Regions from separate parts of the Anas platyrhynchos genome. Here region 1 is linked to region 2. Evidence: chromatin contacts called from public Hi-C data. All regions are on one chromosome and are shown on one strand. The core of a region is the stretch at or near the end of the contact, and the rest is flanking DNA. Distances in the headings are between cores, read along the strand shown.

The links. Hi-C and Micro-C count contacts between places; a contact is called where the count stands out from the background.
Region 1: a contact with region 2 is called in a Hi-C map of subcutaneous adipose tissue, with 2.1 times the contacts expected there. The contact joins the promoter of PPP1R12A here to the enhancer-like site in region 2. A contact is called at or near these places in 4 of 8 Hi-C or Micro-C datasets (liver, skeletal muscle and subcutaneous adipose tissue).

What each region holds. Positions count from the first base shown.
Region 1 is chr1:41,928,574-41,934,686 of IASCAAS_PekinDuck_T2T, forward strand. PPP1R12A (protein phosphatase 1 regulatory subunit 12A) reads right to left here and starts at 4,717. Exons shown (of 25, transcript XM_027454353.3): 1 at 4,330-4,717. The coding sequence starts at 4,566.
Region 2 is chr1:41,861,945-41,868,702 of IASCAAS_PekinDuck_T2T, forward strand. All of the region lies in intron 3 of PPP1R12A (protein phosphatase 1 regulatory subunit 12A), which reads right to left. Among named protein-coding and RNA genes, the nearest start is that of PPP1R12A, 68 kb to the right of the region's middle. Within about 2 kb of position 2,622, at least 3 of the 8 cell types and tissues checked have an H3K27ac peak or open chromatin away from gene starts, as enhancers often do. A contact at or near this core is called in subcutaneous adipose tissue, where this site is marked.

The DNA.
Region 1 (6,113 bases), core at 3,467-5,966, 69 kb after region 2:
ATGCCCTCCATCTAGACCTAAGGCAGAGGGATCCAGTGCTGGTCAAATTTATGTCCCTTTTTCACCTTCTGTTTGAAAGGATGTCATAACAAAGACGACATTGATGCCTACCATAATGATACCCTTTACCACATCAGGTACTGTGACGATACCGCCAGGAGTCCTGAAAGAATTTTTCATGTAAAATACCAGGAAGCTCCCTTCAAGGAAGCTACTTCTTACTCACAAAATAAAACCCAAGCACAGGACTCACAGGATCACTTGTGAATAGTTTCTCTGAATGTCCTCTACTACTGACAGACCAATGCAGAGCACTATAGCAGTGGCATCAGTAAGAGTTTCTGTTCAACCCTGCATACTATCAGGCCTCTAAACTGTTGTAAAATTATAAAGTTGACTGTTTAACCTGCTTTATATGTACACTTAGTACTCGAAGAGTTACAGGAAAACACTGAAATTTTGCAACAGAAAGAGGGAACAGCCTTTGGGAGACTTTGCTTAATTAAACTCTCCTTGTCCTGAACCAAAAGGTGCACACGCTCTTCATTACGCATTAGGAACTTCTCTTGCTGTTCAGCCTTCCGCAGTGACAACACCTGGAGAACACAATGCCCCCTACGCACCAATAGCCAAAACCCATCCTTGTGCTCCCCAAGCAGAGCACCGACCAGGCCTGAGAGACATCTTCCACGCTCTGTGGTGGCACGAGGCTGCAGCACCCACCTCCCTCACGCAGACGGAAGGAGTGCAAACAGCAAGCCACCACCTCCCAGATCTGCGAAGCCTCAAAGGAAGAAGGCAGCTGAGAAGAAAGCCACACGAGTTGTCAAGGCCTGATCCCAGCTGCCTGCTGTATCAGGAGCACGCAGGTACTCACTCTGCAGAGCAGGCCTGCGCTCCCCAGGGAGCTGCACGTGCAGGAAGCGCGGCCTTCCAGGAACCCGGGCACATCCCAGCCCCTCCCCAGCACACGCAGCCTTCCCACGCTGCTGCCCAGAAAGGGTGGGCTCCTCTTTCCTGTACGAAGCTCTGTGCAGCTTTTAGGCCAGCCACTTGCAGTCGCTCAGCAGCAAGTCCCAATCGGGGCAAGCCAAACGCTTCCCCTTGCGTGGAGGGCAAGGGAAGAGCACACAAACCCCGAGGAAGGGTAGGTGCTTTGCTTTAAACAGGACAGAATTGAATCCCCCTTCTGATAAGTATGCCCCAGAAGGTTTTGCTGAAAACCACAGTCTTTTCTGATTTCAGAATATGCCACTTTTTCCCTCTCTGCAGCAGCCATTAATCTGGGAGGCCACAGCTCACCTCTGGGCCCTGTTTTTCTCCAGTCCAATTGTTACTGCAGATAAGACAAGCTGCACTATCTGTACGCTGCATCTCCTGCGTGACAGCTGTCTGGGAATGCACTATTGAACAACATTATCAACTTAGCCTCCAAGTTAATCGAACAGACCTCTGATTTCAAGTTAGACCTTATAAATTTATAAAGGTTTTCTGGTCTCACACACAATATGTGTGTAACTTAAGATACTGCAACAGGATGCATAAAAATATCCTGCTGCAACATGCTACACGATGTACATCCTCCCATAGATGGATAAATTGCATATCCAGTTTTGTCTTTTTTTTTTTTTGCTGAAGGCCTAAGCTGGATGTATGCTGAAAGAAGTTCTTAAATGAAGAAAACAACGTCCAAATCCAACATTATATACAGGAATAAAAATCACTATCTAACAACAGGGTTTTTCCACAGTTCAAGATTTAACTCAAAGCAACTTAATTGATATGCCCTCAGCTATAATGCACTGAAGTCTGCAGTGAAATAAAATGAAATCACTCACTAACACTGATGAGAGATGAATGAAATGCCTGCATATACCCTCCCTCTTCTGCCTCTGAGCAAAACCAACCCAATTGTATTTTTTCCCCCACCGTACACAGTCAGGAAAATAATTCTACACAGAGCTTTCTGAGGGTAATGACATCTTACCCCACTGAAATGGGAAGTTCAGCTAATTACTTTAGTAACAAAGCTTGATGCTCCATTAAAGACAAGATCTGAAGCTCACCAGAATTTCAGGATTAATAGTACTTCCCCCTCAGCATTTCCAGCCACCCGGGGTGTGGGAAAAAAACAAAAGCCACACAGCTTAGGCCTTTTCCTATAACTGTTATATATAACTGGGGAAAAAACAAAGGCCAAATAGGAATTAAACATTTCATATACTGTCAGACACGTGTTTGTTCTTAATAATTGTGGAAGAAAAGTTAGACGCAAGACAAAAACCTACCCAAACAAGGTAGAGTCACTTTGTCTTTGTGGACAAGTTTATTCCTGTGAAGCAGTAAAACCTACAGGGAATCTGACAAACAAAAAAAACAACAACAATGCAACAGCAGCCATGGCAGTCTTAAATACAACAGACTTCAACATTATTGACATTTGTCACTCTTCCTGACAGTTCTGACTGAGTAGTTGCTGAAGAGTTTCCATTGGGAACAGATAAAGCTTTGTTCCATTCTACAGCCAAATCTGATTAAATGAATCAATGCTATAGACTGCATAACGTACGATTTGCACCTTTTATATGGCATACTAGAGAAAACATATCGATGATAATGAAGTGAAACCATAACAACAAATCCTTGCCTGCAACTGTTTTGTTATGTCTGCCCCCCTCCACACCTTTTTTAAAAAAACATAAGATGCCTGGACTGCCTCAAGAGGATTATCGTTTCACAACTGATCTTCTTATTTGCGTTTAATATCATAAGACCAGAAAAGGCTCTTTGGTATCACTAAGAGCAGGAGAGTGAGCAAGAGTTTAAACAGTGATGTAAATCTTCACCTCCGTTCTCTTAGACTTCACCCTTCCCAACCGCAAACTGACTACAGGTAGAAGGGTAGAATAACTCCTGAGAAATTTTGCTGCAAGCTTTGCAGCCCACGGTGTCAAACATTTTGAAAACGCTATCTAAATGCCATGGAGAAAAGCAGCACCATTCGTCTCAGGGAGTTAAACCAAACGTCATCCTTCCCTACCAATCACCGGCCCACAGTAACTCGCAGACCCATCGACCTAACCAGTTAAGGAATGACTTCCAATACAGAGCTCCCCTCATGCACAAAGCAATCATAACTTGATTCAAAAAGAATAAATACAAAAAAAACATAGGCAACACACTCTGAAAGTGACAGGGTAGCCTGGAGTCAGGTAAGCCTGCTGCAGAAACATTGTGACAGAGTTAACCACAACATGCAGTCATTCTTCCAGTTCAGTTCACAACTGAAAGTAAACCAGCCCTTTCCACCGCCAAATGAGAGATGACTTACATACAGGAAACAGGGCAGAAAGTAGTAGAAAATTACATCTTATGTTCAGAATTTGGCTCTGTCCTTTCTTACTTCATTACCGTGGGGCAGCTAACGCTTGGAGAAATTCACATCCTCAAAAAATCTGTATGGGGTGGGTAAGATGCACTGAATTCGCCACCTCATTTTTGAGAAAAGCACGACATAACCGTGTCCTCACCTAACCGTTTGGGGAAGATTTCTGCTCGATCAACCTACATCCCAACCGTTTTCCTTTTCCTTGAAAGAGTGAACAACCGCTAAACTCAGGAACAAGAAGCTAGCCTGTCAAAGACTGTGTTTTTTTCTGCTTTTTGGACATCCAGCAAATGTAATATCGCGTCGAAGCTCTCGGCCTTCTAGAGAAAGAAAAACTATTCAGGCAAACCCGCATTATCTCCGGATTGCCACAGCCTTTCCTTATTTGGCTAACGTTTTGAGATTCCAATCAGACTGCTATGAACTTCAACATGCACAAAGCATCCATTTTGAGGAAACTTCACAGCCAGTTTCCCTTCCATTCCCCCCCCCACTCTGCCCCGAGCGCGAGTTCCCTCCGGGCAGCGCCCCCCACACCCCGCACCCCCTCCCTCCTTTTTATTTCCCCCCCTCCCCTTCCCCTCGCCGCAGCCCCACGGCAGAACAAAGCCATCCGGATTCCTTCGGGCTGCTCCCAGCGAACGGGCCGAGCAGCCCCGCAGCCCCGCTCGGCTCCCACACTGCGGCAGGAGCCATGGCTACGGGCAGGAGCCCTCCCGCTACGGTCACGGCTCCGCAGGGCGCAGCAGGAAGCCGCCCCCGGGACCCCGGCCCCATAGGAAGAAGGGGAGGGGAAGAGGGGGGCGAGACCCCCTCGGGGGAGGCCGCCCCGGCGCTGCGGGCCCCCGGGGGGGCACCTGCCCCGTCCCCCGTTCTCCAGCCTCGGGAGGGCCCGGCCGCTGCCCCCTGCCCCGTGTCGCCCCCCCCCCGCCCGCACGGACCTGGTGGAGCGCCGTGAGCCCGTCCACATTGGCGTAGTTGATGTCGGCGCCGCGCTCCAGCAGCCGCAGCACCTCCTCCGTGTCGCCGCTGGAGCAGGCGGCCAGGAAGACGGCGCCGTCGTCGAACTTCACCTTGGTCTTCTTGCGCTTCACCACGGGCGGCTCCAGGTCGGTCTCGGAGCCGATCCAGCGCTTGAGCTGCTCGTTCCGCTTCTGCTTGGCGTCCGCCATCTTCATGCCCCGCTCCCGCCGGGCCCCCTTGGCGGTCGCGGCGCGGCGGATAGGCTTTATACCGCCACGATCCCACAGCGCACCGCGGCCCGCGCTCGCCCTCGCTCGCTCGCGCACCCACCCAGCCGGAGGGCGCGGAGCGGGAGGGAGCCGGAGGGGAGGGGCGGGGCGGCGCCGCCGGCCTCCTTAGCATAATCCCGCGAGATTTCAGCGCCGGGGAAGGGCGGGGCGGGGCGGGGTGGGGGAGAGGAGGATGAAGGGGAGGGGAGCGCGGGGGGTGCGGCCAGTGGCGTCATGGCGGGGGGTGGGGGTTTCAAGGCAGGGCTGTGGGGGGGAAGGGGCCTGGAGCTCGCCTCTTCTGGTGGTGTGACACGAGTTAAAACACACACACACGCCCCATTTGAAGGTGCAGACCCTAAAGTGTACTTCCTCAAGACACACGGTTTCCAGGAAGCCAGCCATGCCGTGCAGTTGGCGCCCTTCCCCGTGCACAGCGTGTTTTTCTGACTGTAAACAACACACGTTTTTGCTTAAATTGAGGCATCTCTGGAGATAAAACGTGGTTTTAAGCTCACTGGGAACAAAAAGTTTTAATTTCAAGTAATTACAGGAAGCAAAGTATAGTTTGAGAGGGTCACCAAAACCTCACGCTCTTCGAATTTTGCATGGTTTGTTCTTTCCTTAATTATAATGTCTCCTTCTTTCGTTACGGTGGGCGGCCACAGAGCCCGCTCTGCCTTCTTATTTCCGCTTTTAGCCATAAGAATGTCAGTGCCTTGCATGAGAAGCGATGGTTCAGGTTATGTACCTTCAGCAGTGTGTTCTCACTCGTGCTCTTCACAGCAGATTCTCACCTGCAACTATTTGTGCGGTATCCCTCACATTTTCCTACACAGCAGTGCGTGACATGCAGCCCACCAAAAATTTGCAGGAGCAACACAATTGTGGATGTTTGAAAGTCAGTACCTGGTAGACAAGACAAGAGATTTGCCTAAGAAAGTCTTGCAGTCTAAATAGGTGGATGAACAATGACTTGGCATCTAATTAATACATTTTCATTGATGACCCGTGTGTCTACTCAAACATACAGTTTAGGTTCCTGGACCTGATTGTGCATAATCCCCTTTAGAAGTTGTCTTTGTAGTGTTTTTTACTCACACGGGTAATTGAGTGGTGCCCAACACTCACAGTTACCAGCCTGCAGCTTGGCTGCCACTCCAGACTTGTGGCAAAGGAGAGGATCTGTGCAGCATCCAGCTGCATACTGTGGTCTTGTCCTCTTGGGCATCCTTCCCTGGGGACAGACTCTCAATCCAATGACATTCTGTAAGGAAAGTACCTTCCCACAAAAACGAATGAACGTCCTCTGTCCCCAGGTGTCTCCAGTATTGTGGGTGTACCCTCCCAAGCACCCTGCAGAACTCTTTCCCTCTGAACCAGCTCAATCAGCTGTCTGAAAATTTGGCTCTTCAGAGAAATCACATACCTGAAGAATGTAGTATACTGATTTCAGCAAGGATTTAACTCAAGAATCAAGTGTTTTACTGACAGCA
Region 2 (6,758 bases), core at 1,372-3,871:
ATATAAAGCGATCACAAACAAGCCTATGGAAACCTAGAACATCTCTTTTCAACCCTACTCTACATAATTAATTAATTTTAATTGATTTTCAAGGCCTTCATAATGAACTGCAATTTCAGGCTCTAATGTCTTCAAAGAAACTGAACTATTCATCCTTTACAAAGCAAATGAATGCTTAGAGTATGGAAACCAAAGAAAATCCAACTCGACTGTTGCCCGTTCAGACATGCAACAGGAATTGAGCTGAGGGATAAAAAGGTCTGCATTAAAGAAATTATGAATATCATAAAAGGAAAAGACAGGAATGATACGTAAATGATCGTATGTAATGTAATGCATCATTTCTACTGTAAAGCAGATATATATTGTAAAACAGACTACAATAAAGCAGATTCCTCAAGTTTTACTAATCCACTAACAACTAAAAAGCCAGACTTGGAACAACAAACTGGCAAACCAAAAGCAATTACGCTGGCACTGCTGAAATACCCTTCAGGCAGTGGATGGCAGATTGAGGCTTGTATTACATTACATATGAATTAGATTTTCCTTGATTGTTTTTTTATAGCACAAATATAATAAAATATCTTTCACTGAGAAATCCTTTGGTTAAATTAGGGTATTATAGCACATCTATTGCCATAACAAAAACTGTAATCCACCCATTATACAAGTTAAAAAAACAAACAAACAAACAAAAAAGAAGAAACAACGTGACAATGACATGCCCAAATCAAAATTTCAGTGACATCCAGACCGAATGAGTGGAAGCATTACATGCTTCTGGAAACATAAGGTGCCATTTGTTTGTTTTGTTTTGTTGCCATTTTGTTTGGGGTAGCATATGACGTTGCTAAACTCCCTTTTCACCCATGAAAAATGCCTGTGCTACAAGGAGGTTGAGGTGCTAATTTCTTCCCTTTTGGTATATACGTACAAGCAATACTAAGATCTAAATAGTCATTTCATGGAAAACTAAGAAAAGACCACCATACCTGAAAAAGTCATGGTTTTTTCATAAATAACTTCAACTTTTTCTGTTTTTAAACAATATTATATAATGCAACTTCAGAACCCGAGGCTTTCCTTTTTATTCAAATTAGCTACAAGCAAATTTACAATAGACTATTTTTTGTATTCTTCAGTCAATTCAAACCATAACAGATATTCCATAGCAACAAATATGCAAGAAGGAATTTAATTGCAAAAAAACACCCACAAAGTTGGACAAAAGATTCTGTTCAGTAAGAAGATCTGGTAAAATGTTATGTCAAGGATGAATTTAAAGACATAACTTTACTATCGTAAAATAACATAGGCATGTAATACATTAAGTGTTTTAAGCAGTCAACTGAATTTCTAGACTCATTCACTTAATCTGCTAAAATAGTCATTTCAGCCTCCGCAATTTAATAAAAAATAATAGAAACTGCTGAAAACCCATTAATCTGGGTTAAGTCTGCAAGATACAGGAAGATATGATTGTTGAAGCACTAAGCAGAGCCTATGGAGAAGCTAAAATATTGAAAGAAAGTAGGGTAAAAATTAAAGAAATGTATGTTTCTAAAACTGTCCATCTTAACCCAATGCATGACAAATAAATCTGAACAGAGATTAAATTTCACATATCTAAAAATCTTTAGAACTCTGACCGATATGAAGAATTAAACCCAGAAACTGAATCAATAATGTGTTTATAATCATGTATTCTCATTCCTCCAGAAGACTTCTACATATTGTATGTATGAACTAGTGCAAACTGTAAATTTCTGGGGCCTTTACATTTCATTTTCTTTCAGAATGACACAGCAGTGCAGATCAGCAGATCTTGGGAAAATAATTCTCTGGAGTTAAATCATTTACATTTTAGTGTTTCCTGCCAGGCACAATTATGCCAATAAGTGGTTTATATATCACGTTAGGCACACTTATGTCCATCCCCTTCTTGCATGCCAGAGTTCTAAGTGAAAATGCTCGTGGCACAAGCAACTTTCTGCAGGCGAACAATCCTACATAAATTCCTTTCAACGGAAAATTGCCCACGTGTCTGTTTGTTTTGAAGCACTTTTGAGAAAACGTTCCTCCAAAAGCCTGATCCTGAAATTCCAATGGCGAATGTTTAACCATAATTTCTACGTAGGCCTAGAGAACTAAATAATTATGACAAAATATCAGTGCTTTGGCAGAAGAAGTAATAAATGTTAAATATAATACCCTGTAAGTATCATAAATGAATGTGTCTGTGAAGCCCAAAGAAGACATAAAGGCTGTACAGGACCAACAGCTGCATCAATACGTTATTTTACAAGACAGTACATTTCTGATCGTGTTTCAACAGATGAAAGTAAGAGAATCTTGCCGGTCTAAATAAAACACCTCACGGTACTAACTGGCACGAAAATGGGTATTTCTACGAACTTTGTGTCACAGAAAAAGGGCTGTGCTCTGAGATAAGCTAAATATAGCTCCCATTATTAAATACAGCAAAGAGAACATGAAGAGCCTTTATTATACCTTATATGGACCTTCCTCCTTGCTTTTGCTTTTGCGACTCTGCCCGGAGACGCCAGGGTGAAGGATCCCGCTGCCGCACCTTTCCACCACCACTTTCTGCCTCCGGCCCGTAGATGGCAATGTGCTGCTGCCTCTCGGCTCCAGCCTGGCTTCCAACACCCCTGCGTTAACCTCTGGCAGCCCAGGCACGGCTCCGATCAGTAATAATTTACAGCGAAATGCTCTCATTTCTCCTATCAAGGCGTGTCAGTCAGCAGCTGTGAGGAGGTCCGACACGCTGGGCTGCGCGGGGAGCAGACGGCGGAGCTGAGCGGGACCTGAGGCGCTGAATCAGAGCCCGAGCGCGGCTCGGCCATATAAAGGCATGTTTCATAGATACCGCCGGCAACAGCGGCCCGCTTTTTGACTTCATCGAGTTAATGTTTATATACAAACGTAATAGTTCGCATTTCAGCCGCATAAACAAAGCTGAGTTAAGCAATACATTGGAGAGAGCCTCATTACATTTACCTATAATTAAGAATGAGGAACACTGGCTTCTGCTTGGAAATGAGAAGCGGCCTGCCTCCCGCCACAGAGGAAGTGCCGCGCTGTATCCTCACCTCCTGATTCACCTCACATCACCTCTCCCCACCAGCTCACCTCCCGAGAATGTAGCCTACCATCCAAAATAACCACTTGAGCAGTTAAAAACACTTTTTAAAAGACTTCTGATGATAAATAGCCTGCCACCACTAAAAAAATCGCTTCAGACCAATGCTTAACCCTACTGAAGACTTGAAGGAGAGGCAGCATTTAGAGCTGGCCGGCTTTAAATGTGATTAAAGTGGCAGCTAGGATTGTGGCCAGGGCCAAGCAAAACAGCTCTCAAGTCTGCCAGCTTTCACCAGTGCATACGAAAAGACTTTACTAGCAAAAGACAGCTTCCATAGCTATGGTATGCTGATATGCCACAGAGCATAAGTAAAAAGGGTCACATCAAGAAACTGGAAATAGTGCTTTTAATGTAAAGGTTAAAAATGCTGTGCATTGCAGTGGCATCTATATACATGGGACTGGTCCATGATAAAGCCATCCGACATACGGAGGAAACATCAAAAAAGGTGCTAGGAGAAGTTTTTGTATAGCACGCCAAACAGTTAAAACATATGGTGTGCAAAGACTAGTTGTTCAGCACTGCACCTACATAACTTCCATAAACCAACTACTTTTGCTACCAGTGAAGTGTTTTGTTCAGATCTGTGTCAAAAAATCTGTATATATTGCTATGGCATATTTTTAATTTACCTTCTCATGAAGTATAAAATTAAATTGTGTTTTAAGCTTAAAAATAATTAATCCATTAACTGTTCACTCTAGAAATAATGTAATAAATGTAGCTTTATTTATATAACAAAACAAATATAAAAAGAGAATGTTGCAAAATTAGTCCGAATTAGACAAAATTCAGCAAAAAATCTTAATCTTCCTTTGAAGGTTCAGGTAGAAAAATGCTTTCCCTATTATCAGAGTGCTGTGGTTTCATCTATAGGATAACAAGTCCGTTAGTTGAGAATGACTGCAGAGCCCATTATATCAACGAAGGCCTGCTGTATGCTCAGCAGAATACAAGGTGGTCGTGTTGGGGGACCTGTGGCCCACATCAGAGGACACAAGAAAAGAGAGAAGAAGCATGAACCAAGGGTCGCAGTTTAGAAGTGTTAAACACAGAGATGAGAATAACTGAAGAAGGACAATAATAACAGGCAAGGTCTGTTATTTCGTGTCCAACCAAAAGGACATGTAGAACGGGAAGCTTAATTGGGATAGTTGACCACCTCCTCTCTAGACAGTTCAGATTTTGTAATCTGAATGCTAGAACAGGATGCGCAAACACTTTGGATCCTTCTCTGTATTAAGCCTGCAATGTCACATAGAGCTGAATTGTATCCTATTCTATAATTTCTGTCTGTGAATTTAGCATCTCCAGAGGCTCCCATTTTTAGTGCTGTTGTTAGATATGTCCTTAAAATGTAAGTCAATGTTTGTGAAAATTGGTCATAAATACAAACTAATGAAGGCTGAACGGAAAGACTCTGATTTAAACTCTTCCTATATAGACTCAAGGTCTGCAGAAGCAGCAAAAAAAGGATAAGCTAGCATGGTGATTCTCCTCAGATCTCTAACAGAAACAATGTCAAACATCATCACTTCAAAATATCTGAAATCACAATGAATCAGATCAGAGTGATCCACAAAATAGCCCTGACTGCTGATGCCAATATGTAGGAAGCCATATTCATCACATTAACTAAGCAACACACACAAAAAAAAAACAACACTATAATAAATGCAGGAACACAGTAAAAAGTTGCCATAGGCAAGAATGAGACAGAAAATGTCTACATAATTGTCACGCTGCATGTTATACCTACACAGGGATAAGATTTTTGGTACCCAGATTTGTTCCTTTTAAAAATAAATTGGCTTATTTTCCACTACCAGTAACACTGAAATAGGGTTTAGTGTTCCAGAGACCCCACAGTCAATTTGGTTTATCAAAACTGCAGTACTGCTTTATTTTACACAAGGAGCAATGGTAAAGTTGGAAGCATATTTGCATTTAACCACATGTGCATTCAAAGATGAAACTGTCACAATATGTCAGTGTTAACTCCCCACTGACATAAATGATTATTTTAGAAATCTGAACTTCTCTAGCTACAACATATGTACAATTGGGCACTTTTCAAGTGACCATGATCATGGCTAAACAGTCATTCTGTATGTAATATTATTTTATGTGCAAGTTAAGGATGCCACCAAATGCACATTATTTTATGCTGGCTCCTGAGTCTTGTGATTTATTAAGATATACACTTCCATTTTATATTCAGATTCATACCCTTTCTATTCCATCCTCATTTACAATCATTAAATATTTCCTGTGATTTTATCCCTGCAAGTAAAAACCCTTAGTTTTACATTACATGCCTTCTTCCCTATTTCTACAAAACAGCAACTCCTAAGTGGTCTTGCAGTCAAAGAAGCTAGGTAGAATATATATATATGTTCTATACACACACACACATATATACACACATATCTTCCATATGAAAGAATATGTATATATAAAACAGTGAAAAGAATAATTTATATAAAACAAAGCACACGTGAAATACCTAGGTTGAAACCCTACAAAACTAGTTCTAGATAGATTTAACAGCAAAGAATATAGACTTTTCCAAGTTCTGTAACAGGCCTATAAGCAAGCATTAATACCAGTTCCAAGTATACATGCACATATATGTATATATAAATATGTGTGTGTGTACATATATATATATATACACACATATACATATTTATGTATGTAGGTTAGACTTTAGAGCACCGTTAGCACCAGGAAGGCAGAAATGCTGTCACAAATGTTCGAAGTGTGGTCACTCTTCAGGACAACACAAAGTCTCCTGTTCTCCAGAGGGCAGTCAAACCACTGCAAAGCGGAGTCCTACAAAGTTTCTCACCTTACATGGTGCCTCCCTCAACCAATATATTTCTTGAATCACCATAGAGAGACCAGTCTTCTGAAAAACCTTCAGCCAGTCCAGTAACTGGCATAAACATGTAGCAGGAATGCTTGAAAAATAGGTTTTCCCTAACAACTGAAATTCAATATTTTAAAATAGCCTGGATTATCCCTTTGGAAGCTAACAGCTACACTGTGGGAACATCTCCTTTCTTCTCAGGCTTGTAACAACAGTGCCATAGATATTCTACTGTAAGCTTTATAAAATATGTAAACTACACTGAAATTTTCAATGAATTGTGACATTTAGTTTAGGTTACCAATGCTGATTTTACAATTGGGCTGTTCCAAATAATTAAACTTGAAAAAAGAATAAAAATTAATGTTGAACCTGCACTATAAAAATGTACATAAAAAACTTATAACAATATATTATCATTAACATAAAAGGGAGGTTTTACAAGATAACTCTTTTTCTGAATGATGTCAGTTTTATGAAGAACTACAGCCAATCAATATAGCATGCCAGTAAAGTCAAACGTATCAAAAACTACCCAAAGAATTTAGGCTGAGGTACATGCCAGAAGTGACTCTCCAGCAAGGATTAACAGTATTCTTAAAGAAAAAAAAAAAAGAAAAAAAAAGAACTGTGCTTTTTTCCAAACTAATTAAAATAGACAAAAAATATTCATATCTATCTAATCCGGAGTCTTTTATGTGCTAGCTATAAGAACTA